Regions from separate parts of the Sus scrofa genome. Here regions 2 and 3 are each linked to region 1. A link is a contact called in public HiChIP or PLAC-seq and promoter capture Hi-C data. All regions are on one chromosome and are shown on one strand. The core of a region is the stretch at or near the end of the contact, and the rest is flanking DNA. Distances in the headings are between cores, read along the strand shown. Region 1 holds the start of P2RX3 (P2X purinoceptor 3). Region 2 holds the start of UBE2L6 (ubiquitin conjugating enzyme E2 L6). Region 3 holds the start of TMX2 (thioredoxin-related transmembrane protein 2).

Region 1 (4,155 bases), core at 478-2,977:
AAAAAAAAAAAAAAAAAAAATCAAAACAGTAGAAAAGTTTCTGGAGTTAAAGCACAAAGAAACTCCCGAGACTCTGCAGCCCAAAGCTGAACACTGACTGCTTAATGGCTTCCACGGTCCTGCTTTAAGGATCCCAAACTAGCAACTGCACGGTTATCAGAAGGAGCCCCACTTCTCTCAAGAAGATTAAAACTAAAGAAGATGGCACAGTAAAGGGGGCTATGGCAAGGGGCATCTCACCGATTCTCGGAAGCCGTCGTACTTGTAGACGTGGCCATTTTTCGTGAGCAGTTTAAGTCCATGGCCCAGAGCTACTCGGCGCCAGATCCCTTCGGTCAACTCCCCAGCCTGGATGTTGTCCACTTTGCCCGTTTTACTGTTCTTGAAGATGATGCCCTGGCGGCTCAACCTCAGCCGACCATCATTCTGTTGGGAAAACAGGCCCAAATGCACAGGGACGACCATAGCGTAGAGCAGGGACGGTCCCACCCAACACCCATTCTGGGCTGGTCAGGTATCAGGCAGGAGCAATAACAGCTGAAGTGGTGAGGGCTGGCAAGAAGAGACGAGTAAGGCCAGAAGATCTGGATTCTAATCCTCGCTCTGGCATCCAGAACCCGTGCAGGTCCTCAGTTTGGGGATTCAGGATTGAGCAGCAGGTGTAGTCCCTTCAAACTCTGACATCCTGTAACTCTTGTATCCTCACTCAGTAATGCTTCTTGTTGGGGAACTACCAAATACACATCGAACTGACTTCTTTTCCAAAGTAGCAACATCATCAGCACAAGCTCTTGCGAGTGGATAAAAAGTCTACTCCGCCTCCCTCCCTCCATCTGTTTCAAAAGCCCCAGTCCTTCTTACCATAGAGCCTTTCACCTCCTGATACACGTCGTTGAACTCCAGTGTTTCTGCCATGCTGACCTGCCCCTGTAGGCCTCAACTGGGAGCTGGGCCCCAACTCCTGGGTACGTTGTGCAGATACACAACGCAGGCTGGGAATCTGAATTGAAGAGGGATAAGTGGATTGAAGTTAAGTGGAAAAAACAACACCTCATGCTGGCCACGGAGGGAGCCTAGTGGCAACCCTTCCTGTGCCTGGGATGTCTCACGATCTCCCTGCCTGGGAACCCTGCAAGCCGGTTCTGCAGAACTCCAGGGCCAGGCCCGGCCGGGGCTTAAGAAGCCGGCCCGAAGTACCTCTTACATCCCAACCAGACACCCCCTCTGGGCGCTCCACCGGGCGCCATGGCAACGAGCAGCGGAACCCCTGGGCCATCCGGAGCCCGCACCTCGCCCGCGCCCCAACCCCGCTCAAAAAGCACGAGTTCCCTCCCAGCGCTCCCACCGCGCCGCGGCCCCAGGCCCACAGTTCTCCCCTCCCGCTAAAATGGATTCGCCCGCTGCCCGCGGATTCCAACGCGGAACAGTCCATCCCACGCGTCCCGCGGGGGAGCAGGGCCCTCGCCTTCCTGGGGCGCGGCGATAGCGACCACCTACTTTCTCAAGCTGCGGCCTCAGACGGCCCGCAAGCGGGCGGTGGGCTCGCTGGGGGACGCAGCGGGGGTGTAGGGTCCGGGGGGTCCGGGGGGGACGCTGGGGAAGCTTTTCCCGCGTGCGCGGCCCCGCGTCCCGCCACCGGAAGCCCAGCACGGACCATAGAGAGGAGGAGCCGGCTAGAGAGGCGCGAAACGCGGCCCGCCTTCGAGGCGGTCCCATAGAGCGTCCACAGCGCTGGAGGACCTGAGGGAAGCCGGGTTACACTGATGTCCCGCCCGTTTGGCGTCCGACTAGAAAATGGGAGCGTGTCGGGCTCTTTAAAAATCACAGACACTCCTTCCGGGAACGACAAGACTTTAAAGAGAAACTGTGTAGTTGCATTTTATCAGACTTGCCAAAGATGCGTGTGCGTGCGTAGCAATGACGGGCGACTCTCTCCCGCCCCATAGTGGTTTCTGTGGAATAGAAAGGAGTTTGTAGGACAAGAAGGAAAATATTTAACGACTTGTGGAGAGAAATGACCCCTCCCACTGGCTTCGAAGAGAATGCGAGTGTTGGTATCGCTGTGACTATACTGCTCACCCCTGTCACAAGGGATTGGATCCTTTTTGAAGTGAGTTCACTGCACCCCAAAACTTGACATCGATAAATGCAAGGTTTGAGTCTCCTGGAAGAGGCTGGCCAGCGGCGGCGGCGGCGGCGGTATCAGGTTCAAGTGCTGGTGTCACATTCACCGTGGAGCCAGAACTGATTTGAAATCACAGCAGCCTGGGCTTTCATAAGCCAGATCCCCCTTATGGAGTCCTAGGGTGCACCTCGCAAAATCAGAGGAGGCTGGACGAGTAAGAGATGTTTGGATTCGTCTGCTCCAGCTTCCTTTTGAAGATCGGGAAACTGAGGCCCTAAGAGGAGTGGCCTGGGGAACAAAACCCAAAATCTACTTAGCCCGTCTAGTGATTCTCCATTCGGAATGATTGATAATAGATGTCAAGTATACAAAACATTGAGACAGAATATTTAAACTCCAGATTTCTTTGACAGTCTGACCTACAGTTACCCCAGCTTGGGACACAAGATGACGTGAATGCACTGTTGCTCCCTGAACTCACGACTTTAACCTCTGGGTAATGGCTGTTCCCACGCTATCTAGCAACATAAGCCAACTAGATTCAACAGATATGTGTTGAACTCTAACACAGTGATAGGATTTGTGGAAACTAGTAAACAAGATGGAAACAGCCCCAGTTTTCCAGGCATGTGACATCTAATAAATGATTCAAATAAGTAAACTGATGGTAAAACAAAATAGAACAAGAAAATACCCAATGTGGGAGTTCCCTTCGTGGCTCAATGGTTAATGAACCCAACTAGGCTCCACAAGGATGTGGGTTCGATCTCTGACCTCCTTCAGCGGGTTAAGGATCTGGTGTTGCCGTGAGCTGTGGTGTAGGTCGCAGAAGCAGCTCGGATCCCACGTGGCTGTGGCTGTGGCATAGGCCGGCAGCTGTAGCTCTGATTCGACCCCCTAGCATTGGTAACCTCATATGCCATGGGTACGGCCCTAAAAAGCAAAAAAAGAAAAAGAAAAGAAAAAGGAAAAAAACCCAATGTGATAGTGCTCTGCAGGTAGAGCTTCAGTCACTGCCAACATGAGTAAGAAATAGGAACTATGTAACCCCAATCACCCTCACCCAGGAGACCAAGAGAAACATTCAGGAGACCCCTCCCCTTGACCCATGTATTGCCGGCAACTCAGGAAGGGAGGAGACGCCTGCAGAATTGAACGGCTTTAAGGAAGACACTCTGGATTGAAGGGGATACTCAGCTCAGGCAGGCTATTAGGTGGCTGGGGAGTGGTGTGTTGCAAGGGGCTTTAAAGAGAGCATGAAGCAGCTGGTGAGCCGGGATGAAGATGCAGCATAAGAGGATGGAACCGAAACGATAGACAGAGTGCAGATAAAACATGAGTCCTAGAGGGCCCTAGCCAGCTGCATCCCAGGCAATCAGGAGCCTGGGATTGGAGACCCCACCCCTACCATGACATCACAGGGGAGTGGGGTGGAGACGAACAAAAAGGGGGTCCCCCGCCCTGGCCTTGGACTCTTGGCAGCTCAGAGTGTCAAGAGCAGAGAGGAGCTGGGCACTGGGCTTAGGTGCCTGACTTAAAGGAACAGCCTGCCCTTTCCTTGAGCCCCTCTAAGCTGCCCCCTCCAGACCTTGATCTCTGTCTCCCCATCTGATGACCTCTCCCTCCTGAGGCCACCACTGGGTCCCTTCTGAGGGGTCATTCTCAGCATGAACTGCATCTCAGATTTCTTCACCTACGAGACCACCAAGTCTGTGGTTGTGAAAAGCTGGACCATTGGGATCATCAACCGAGCAGTTCAGCTCCTGATCATCTCCTACTTTGTGGGGTGAGTCTGTGAACCTTCAGGTTCCAGGAAAGGAGGGCTTCCTGGGGTCCTGCCCCCCCCCGCCCCGGCCCCTCAGTGTCGCTGGCCAGCTGCCTGAGCATCTCCCCTCTGGGTGCAGGGGGTGGGGGGGGGGAGTGCAGGGAGAGTCTACTTTGTGGGACCACATCCCAGGAATTGGCCTCTGCTGCCACCACTGGGCATCTGGTCCCCAGATGAGTTCCTTTTCCCAGTGAATCCTCCGGAG
Region 2 (4,401 bases), core at 1,046-3,545, 270 kb after region 1:
AAAAAAAAAAAACTCAACAACAACAAATAAAAAGGTCACATTTTTCTGGACCACCAAACAGGTGGAAAACAGTGGTTCTCAACTAGGGGATTCCTTTACCCCCCACCCCCCACCCCAGAGGTCTGACAATGTCTAGAACCATTTTTGGCTGTCACAAACGGAGAAATGGGGACTTGCTGCTGTGGCGCAGTGGGTTAAGAATCCAACTGCAGGAGTTCCTGTCATAGCTCAGCAGAAACGAGTCTGACTAGCATCCACGAGGACGCAGCTTCAGTCCCTGGCCTCCCTCAGTGGGTTAAGGATCCGGCATTGCCACGAGCTGTGGTGTAGCCCGCTGATGCAGCTCGGATCTGGCATGGCTGTGGCTGTGGTGTAGGCTAGGGGCTACAGCTCCGATGTGACCCTTAGCCTGGGAACCTCCATGTGCTGTGAGTGCAGCCCTTAGACCAAAAAAAAAAAAATTATCCAGCCCCAAATGTGAGTACTGACAAGGCTGCAAAATTCTGACGTAAACAAAGGCAGAGAGAAAGGTCCCCCAAGCCAGTTCGTTCACAGTGGGGGAGGGGTCTTCTCACATGTGCACCATCTAAACTTCTCTGCCCCTCCCCAACATACAAACACCCCCTTATCCCTGTTTCTTATCTTTCAGTCCATACGCCAACTCTGTTCACGCCAACAAACTGCATTTTGCACCTTCTGCTTGGAATCTATGACCCTTTCTTCATCTTCTATCCCAAACTAGAAGCATCTCTACTACAAGTCCTAGTTCCAGTATCACTTGTGACTCCTGAGCAAGAATGAACCCCCAGGTTAAACAGAGAAGCTCTGAAATGGTCAGTTTCCCAGCTTCACTAGAACTGGAAGCCCTTGGACTTGATCTGTTTTATATGAGTTCTGTTCAGACTTTCCCAAAGCCTGGGAATGTTGAAACCCAAGCTAGGACACACGCCTCTGTCCTGAGGTCTGTTAGGAAATCATCTGACTCAGAAGAATAGAAAACGAAAGTAGAAGAACCAGTGAAGGAACCTGTGGGTTGGAGCTCCACCAACCAGGGCTCCAGTCCAAGGTCCCTCCCTCGATCTCTATGGGGTGACCCAGGAGAGCCAAGTTATTCTCTCCAAGCCTCAGCTTCCTTATCTGGAAAATGGGGATATATGACTTAGCTCACAGGGATGCTGTGGGAATGAGCTGGAATAACTAATGTAAGCTGCCTGGCACTCATTTAACAGTGCCAGTGCAATAAATACTGGCTCCTCATTCTTTCCCATTTGGCTGGAAAGACCCTCTGGCCCATTTTGCTGCCAATCTCCAGATTTCAGTCCCTCTGTGCTGAGCCTGCTTTGAATGCCCTATCTGAGATCTTCTCAGAGGCTCAATCACCCACCTCAAGCCTGCCCCCTGCTCTGTACATAGGAGGGGAATTTCCAGGAGACTCAAAGCTTGAGGGGGTATCAGACCCACCTCACCAGAACTGCTCTAACCTTCTCAAACTGTCTCCAATCCCAGCCACAACCTGGGTTTTTCCCACTCATGGGGGAAACTGTCCCCTCTCCATCCTTCCAGAGGTCACTTCAAATGGCATCCCTGGTTGGAATGAAAGCTCAGTGAGGGCAGGATTTTGGTTCATCTCTGCCTCCAAAACAGGAGCCAGCACAGAGGAGGTTCAATAACATTTGCAGAACAAATAAACACACCGTCACCTACCCCAGGACATCGCCCTAGCATCTTTTCTTTCCCAGAACAGTCTGAGAACTTTGCTCCTGCCTCCTATTCAGCATCTCATACTTCTCGGGACTCTAACGTAGGTACCAAATTATAGGGCAGGCCATGGGCTACGCCAGGACAAGAACCTTGTCCTGGTTATCTCTGCTCAAAACGCACCCGCCACCACCTCCAGCTGAGGGCCTGTCTCCAAGAAGAAGCCAACGAAGCCTCCCCGCACCTGAGACGCACGCAATTGTTATCACAAGTTTCTGGGAGAAGAAATGAAACTGAAACCAATGGGGGGGGGGGCTCATTCCCATCCCCAGCACAGCTCAGGGAGCCAGCGACACCCCCGCTCGATATGCCCTCACCCCCCCAAACTCCAGCTCTGGCCCCTCTCGAAGATCCCTCTTCCTCTGGGGTGGGAGCGGAGATGGCAGGGATTCAGCCATCCCTGGTACCCAGACAAACAAACGCGCTCGCACTGCTAAGGGAGGGATGCAGGGAAGAGGGACTAGCAAGGCGAGGGGAGCCTTGAGAAAGGGTCATTCTACACGCGGTTACCTTTGCCACCCGCTTGCTCGCCGTCATCTCGGGACCAGTGTGGGCTCTGTCGGACTCCAGCGAGACTGTGCACCGGCCGGCGGACTCGGCGCTCCCCGCCCCGGGGACCCCACCTCCGGGAGCCCCGCCCACGCTCCTCTCCACCCGCGGGGACTCCGGGCTGGGCGGCCCTGCTTCCCACCGCCTCGGCAGAGCCTAGGAGGCCACGGAGGGGAGGACCCGCCCCGTCCCCGGCGCGGTGGGCTCGGATCCCCGGAACTCTAGCTCTTTTGTCGGCAGACAAGGCGGGCCTGGGAGCGCGCGGCGTTCCGGTTCCCGGCATACCACTGGGGGGCGCCGTGCACCCGGCCGCGAGTGCTCCCGGGCCGGGGTCCGCCCATCCGGGTTCTAATTTCAGCTCCTCCGCCGGAGGCCAAGCCGGGGTCTCCATCAGCTCCGTTAGCCCAGTCGCCGCAGCCGCCCCGAACACACACTCGCCCTAAGAAAATACAGGATGCGTGCTATGCAAACGCAGCTCCGCGACAGGTTGCTCGGGGGCCTCCACCGTCTGACCGCCGCCCTAAGCCTCTCGCGAATTCCAGGAGCCCCCCTGTGCAAACCACTTCCCCAAACCACTCTGGGCCCAATGCTCCATCTCTAAAAATTGGTGGGAGACGGCGTGGACTATAGCCTTTTCAAGGACCCCTCCCCTGGAGGCTTGTGTTCCTTTGTGCTGCCCAGCATTCGGCGGCGGAACTGCAAAGATGTTCCTCCCAAGTGACCGCTTGGTGAAAAGCACCGCAAGGGGGCGCTGTTGGACCCATTCACTTGCTTTAGGGCTTTGGTAGGTTTAATGTTTAAGTGCCTGCTCTGTGGAGGTTTGGGAGACAGTTGGGTAGTGGGGACCCCAAGATGGACTTCAGAGGCTTCCATTATTTTACCATCAGTCCACTACAAATTGCGGGCCTACTGTGTGCCCCAGTACACAACCAAGAGTCTCCACCCCTCTGTGTAAGGGCAGAAACACTTTCCCCTGGAGGAAGCTGAGGCCGCCTAGGAATAGCAGCCCCTGAGCCCTAGCAGCATCTGGAGAAGAATCTCTGGTAATAAGGAGACTCTGGGGAAACTGAACCCATCTTCCCCATCCCTTTCAATCCAGACGAAGGAAATCAGAAAATATTTTGTGCAGGTATTTTGAGTTTTGAGCACAGTTTAGGAAGTTTGTTTTGTTTTTGTTTTTTTGCTTTTTTAGAGCCGCACCCACGGCATATGAGGTCGAAGCTATCAAATGGACTACAGGGCGTGGGGGGTCGTGGGTAGTGGGGGACGTCGCTAGGCCAGGGGGTTCGACCCGCCGCCGTGGAAGGACCGCGGCGGAGCGTGGGGGCAGAGCGGCTCGGATCCGCGTTGCTGGGCTGCGTAGGCGTGGCTACAGCTCCGATTCACCCTAGCCTGGAACTCATATGCCGAAAAAAAAAAAAAAAAAAAAAAAAAAAAAAAAAAAAAAAAAAAAAAAAAAAAAAAACCTACAGTTGCTGGCCTAAGCCACACCCACAGCCACACCAGATCCAAGCCGTGTATGCAACCTGCACCACAGCTCTCGGCAACACCACATCCTTAACCCACTGAGCAAGGCCAGGATCAAACCTGTGTCGTCATGGATACTGGTCAGATTTGTTTCTGCTGAGCCAGGAGGGGAACTCCATCTCCTTCAGGTTTTAAGCTAAGCGCCTTGGAACCAAACTATTTCTCCTCTCAGATGTGGGATGTATTTGCAGAAAGATTAATTCTGTTTAATTCAATTCAATGAGCTTTAATGGGCATCTTCTATATGCCAGAAATGAATAGAACACTATCCACAATCCCATAAGGTAGGGAGAAAAAAAAAAAGGTAGATAGAGATGAAGGAACGGAGGCATTTGAACCCACCTCTAGTCATTCATCTCAGTTAATAAACATTTACTACTGAGTGCCAGGAACTGACTCTAGAAAACACCAGCATAAGGAGATGGGGTCCTTGGAGTTCCCAATGTGGCTCAGCGAATTAAGAACCCAACTGGTATCCACGAGGACACGGGTTTGATCCCTGGCTTCTCGCAGTAGGTTAAGGATCCGGCATTGCCGTGAGCTGTGGTGTAGGTCAGAGGTGAGGTA
Region 3 (4,470 bases), core at 1,835-4,334, 380 kb after region 1:
GAAAGAAAGAAAGAAAGAATAATCACTACTTTATTCTTAAACCATACACTTTGAAGTCTTAGGTAAAATTATTTGCTCAAAAACAAGGACCAGGAGTTCCCGTAGTGGCGCAGTGGTTAACGAATCCGACTAGGAACCATGAGGTTGCGGGTTCGGTCCCTGCCCTTGCTCAGTGGGTTAACGATCTGGCATTGCCGTGAGCTGTGGTGTAGGTTGCAGATGCGGCTCGGATCCTGCGTTGCTGTGGCTCTGGCTACAGCTCCGATTGGACTCCTGGCCTGGGAACCTCCATATGCTGTGGGAGCCGCCCAAGAAATAGCAAAAAAAGACAAAAAAAAAAAAAAAAAAAAATACAAGGACCAGGCTTACTCATCTCTCTCCTCTTCTCATCATATGTCTCCTTTATACCCAGGATTTGCCCAGAACAGATATTCAAGTGATTAATGTAAATAGGTACAATCAAAATAAGTTAAGGTTAAATAAACTGCTGGTAGACATCAATCACTAACTAAAGTCAAGTCAACCTCTCTATGCTTTAGTTTTTCAGCTTTAAAAAGCAGATAACAATGCCTATTTCAAGGGGCTATTGTAAGTATTAAACACTAAAACATATCTAACTGCACTGTGAATTTCAAGGTCTGTAACAAATCATTTCCCTCAGATATTTTTGGGCCATACCCATGGTACAAGGAAGTTCTAAGGCCAGGAATCGAATCCAAGCCGAAGCTGCAACCTATTGCTACAGCTGTGGCAATGCCAGATCCTTAACTGGCTAGGCCACAGTAGGAACTCCTTCTTCAGCTCTTTTTTTTTTTTTTTTTAAATCTTTACTCTCTTAGGGCTGCATTTGTGGCATATGTAAGTTCCTAGGCTAGGGGTTGAATGGGAGCTGTAGCCACTGGCCTACAATCACAGCCACAGCAACGCCGGATCCTTAACCCATTGAGCAAGGCCAGGGATCGAACCTGTGTCCTCATGGATACCAGTCAGATTCGTTTCCTCTGAGCCGTGACAGGAACTCCCCTCCTTCAGCTCTTGATGTAGCAGTAGGACTTGGGATGAACTAAATGTCATCCTGGAGACTTAACATGTCCAAAATGACTTGATATCCATCTCCTCAAACCTGTCCTTTCCTGATCTTAGCACTACCATCCACCTAATTATTCAAGCCAAACATTTCCAAACTGCCCTCAATTCCTCTGTCCTTCAATTCTATTTTCAATCCTGCATTCCTGTCAGTTCTACCTCTAACATTTATTTGGCATCCATTTACTTCTCTCCTCTACTGCTATTTCCTAGTTCAAACTATCATCTCTTTCCTGAACTACTAAGCTGTAACTTCTGACCAATTTTCCCACTTTTCTTCTTTTTTTTTAAGGGCAGCACCCAAGGCATATGGAGGTTCCCAGGCTAAGGGTCAAATCAGAGCTACAGGTGCCGGCCTACACCAGAGCCACAGCAATGCTAGAGCTGTGCTGCGTCTGCAACCTACACCACAGCACAGGACAACACTGGATCCTTAACCCACTGAGTGAGGCTAGGGATCAAACCCACAACCTCATGCTTCCTAGTCGGATTCATTTCTGCTGTGCTATGACGGGAACTCCCCCACTTTGCTTCCTTAATAGAGCTGCTCGAATGATTGAAAATAAGCAAATAAGTTAGAAGTTAGATCACTTCAGACTCTTGTGTCAAAATGGTTCCCCCTGAACTTAAAATGTCTTATAGAGGCCTCTGCCTACTCTCCCACCTTCATCTCCTATCGCTCTTTCCCTGTTCACTTCCCCGGAGTGCAAGTGGTTTTCTGTCCCTCAAATATTCAAGGTTATTCTCACATTGGGCCTTCTAATCTCATTTTTTGTATCTAGAGTTCTCTCTCCTCCCACTCATAAATGGCTAGCTCTTCCTTTGTGCTTATATTTTAGCTCTAATGTTATCTACTCAGAAAGGGCTCTCCTGATCACTCTAGCTAAAGCAGTTCTGCCCCCTCAATTCTTTATCACATTTCCCCCTTGTAGCCATAACCACTATCTGATACTATCTGTTTATCCGCAGATATCTGTTTATCACTCTTTGACTCCTCCACTGGCAGGTAAACTCCCAAACAGGCAAGGATCTTGTCAGTTTTGTTCACAGCTGTATCTTCAGCAATTGGAAGAGTGCTTGGTACACAGAGTGGGTGCGCAACAAAATAATTTTTTGAATGAAAGAACCTGGTTTAATTCTAATCACTTCTTCGAACACATTTTGAAACCCCGAGGCCCAGAGGAAGAAAGACAACATGTCCCAAACCAACAGGAAGTTTGAAGCAGATCTGGAACTGGGTCCGCAGGGATGTTAAATCAGGACCCTCAAATACCAAACTCAAAGCTAGGATAATCTTTAGGGAGTCAAAAACCAGCGTCAGGGGCAGGATCGGGCGTGAAAGGTGGTCAGGGAGATCCACTCTCTTCCCACCCCTAATCCATCCCAATTCCAATCATTCTTTCGGTTGTGAATCCTCAGAACCTCTTCTAGTATAGTGTTCCGAAATCGCGCCACGCGTTGCCTAGGTTACCCCTCACCCCAGTCGGAAGGCTGAGAGCCACGCCCCGCCTCTCCTCGCTATGATCTGATTGGCTGGCTTTGACCAGGCCTTGTACTCACCCGGCAGTTCCCGCATTAGGTAGAAGGGGCCACAACCGGCCGCTGACTTGTCGGAGCCGGGAGCGGCTGTGGCCGCGGTAGAGGGCGGGGCGGGGCCCGGCCCCCCGCCCGGAGGAGGAGGCGGTGGGGGTGGAGGTTTTCCAGGTCCGAAGCCAAGTGCGGTCGGGGGCGGTGGTGGGTCAGCCTGAGCTCCGAACAGCGCCGTGAAATTCTCCATCGCCTCCTCCGCCCCGGCGCTGTCTCGGTGTCTGGCGTTGGTGACGTTCATTGGTCAATCTTTTCACAGAGTACCGCCCTCCTCTTTCAGGAGCCTCTCACCATTGGGTTGCCTCGGGCCCTTCCTACCTTCTTCCTGCAACTACTTCCGTCGCCTTCTGAGAACGTTCCGGAAGTACTATTTAACTTTATTTAAATTCTCCTGTATCTCCTACTTGCCGCAGTCGCATATGTCCAATAAAACGATTTAGGTGGAAAAAAAGACAGCTAGATTAGCCAATAAAATATCAAAGCCCTTTCTCCATTTTTAACCTGACGCAGAAGCCAGTCAGAGATCTGCTTCCGGATCTAGAGGCGGTGCATCCGAGACTAGGCCCAATGGAAGCACAATGATGGGAGAGGCGGGACCAGGCTCACGGACTCCGTGGAGCGGCTGGCGCCGCTAGAGCCGGGAAGATGGCGGTTCTCGCGCCTTTAATTGCTCTTATTTATTCGATACCTCGACTATCACGATGGCTGGCCCGACCTTACTACCTTCTGTCAGCCCTCCTCTCTGCTGCCTTCCTACTCGTGAGGAAGCTGCCCCCTGTCTGCTACAATCTCCCCACGCAACGCGAAGACGGCAACCCGTGTGACTTTGACTGGGTGAGCGACCCCCCGCCTTAGGACCCCGCGACCTTGACACCCTGTCCTAGGTTGCATCTACGAGATGCGAGGTTCACCTGTTTGAGAACACCTGAGGTTCCCAACCTGTAGCGGACTTAAGCTATTAAGAATCTAGAGCCTGGGCGGTCGTCGAGTGTAAACCTCTTCACGTTTAAGATGGGAATACAGCGAGTTAGCCTGCCGGGGTCTTCTGACTCCTGAGTCCAAGGTCCTTTCCGTCTCACAATTCGTACCTACCCAAACGAGGCATCTGCACTGTTTTACAGTGCTGCTCTCGTTATGTAAAGCCTCTTGAGGAATCAGTGAGGTAAACAAGGCAAGTAGTAGTAATCTCGTTTCACTGATGAAGAAATTGATCTCGGCGTAGTTAGGAGACTTGTCCAAGGTCACACAACTAGTGAGTGGCTGGGACTTGAAACCACTCTTCTGGCCAAAGCAGCAGCACCATCAGTCATTTTAATTCAGTTAACAACTGCAGAGGGAGGACTGTATGCTAGGCACTGTGCTGCATCCTGAGAATGTAAAAATGAATAAAGTTTTAGGCCTATTGAAATGGAATTGTAAAAAAAATTCATTGTAAAGAAATCAATCTGAACTCTCTTGCAGTACTTCCTAAGTAGAAGTGGAAGGACCACTCAGAAAAATAAGATGAAGTTCTGTGCCCCCTTCTGTATAGCTGAATCTGTGTTACGAGGAAGGAGGGCCTTCCTGAGTTTTTGTCTTTTTTTTTTTCCAGGTCCCAGAATGAGTCTTGACTTTTGACAGAACTTACTTCCTTACTTTTATTCTCCTTCCCTTGTTTACTTTTTCGTACTTCCGCCGTTCTTTCCCAGTGTTATTAAGTAGCTCATGTATAGCTGTGGTGCTTCAAAAGATCCATTTGGGGGGCAGGGGGGCGAACCTGCGGGGTATGGAGGTTCCCAGGCTAGGGTCAGATCAGAG

Evidence for each region. Promoter capture Hi-C pulls out the DNA fragments that hold promoters and counts their contacts. HiChIP or PLAC-seq counts read pairs in DNA pulled down with a chosen protein or histone mark.
Region 2: a contact with region 1 is called in an H3K27ac HiChIP or PLAC-seq map of alveolar macrophages. The contact joins the promoter of UBE2L6 here to the promoter of P2RX3 in region 1. A contact is called at or near these places in 1 of 47 Hi-C or Micro-C datasets (epiblast stem cells) and 2 of 2 datasets of contacts at active chromatin or transcription factors (alveolar macrophages and skeletal muscle).
Region 3: a contact with region 1 is called in a promoter capture Hi-C map of liver, with 4 times the contacts expected there. The contact joins the promoter of TMX2 here to the promoter of P2RX3 in region 1. A contact is called at or near these places in 1 of 5 promoter capture datasets (liver) and 2 of 47 Hi-C or Micro-C datasets (embryonic fibroblasts and mesenteric adipose tissue).

The regions. Positions count from the first base shown.
Region 1 is chr2:13,617,224-13,621,378 of Sscrofa11.1, reverse strand. It overlaps P2RX3 (P2X purinoceptor 3), which reads left to right and starts at 1,727. Exons shown (of 12, transcript XM_003353865.5): 1 at 1,727-3,911. The coding sequence starts at 3,793. It overlaps SSRP1 (FACT complex subunit SSRP1), which reads right to left and starts at 1,713. Exons shown (of 17, transcript XM_003353864.4): 1 at 1,498-1,713; 2 at 862-1,000; 3 at 241-426. The coding sequence starts at 915.
Region 2 is chr2:13,351,982-13,356,382 of Sscrofa11.1, reverse strand. It overlaps UBE2L6 (ubiquitin conjugating enzyme E2 L6), which reads right to left and starts at 2,295. Exons shown (of 4, transcript NM_001246215.1): 1 at 2,269-2,295. The coding sequence starts at 2,295.
Region 3 is chr2:13,239,884-13,244,353 of Sscrofa11.1, reverse strand. It overlaps TMX2 (thioredoxin-related transmembrane protein 2), which reads left to right and starts at 3,084. Exons shown (of 8, transcript XM_005660896.3): 1 at 3,084-3,507. The coding sequence starts at 3,319. It overlaps MED19 (mediator of RNA polymerase II transcription subunit 19), which reads right to left and starts at 3,043. Exons shown (of 5, transcript XM_003122715.5): 1 at 2,647-3,043. The coding sequence starts at 2,914.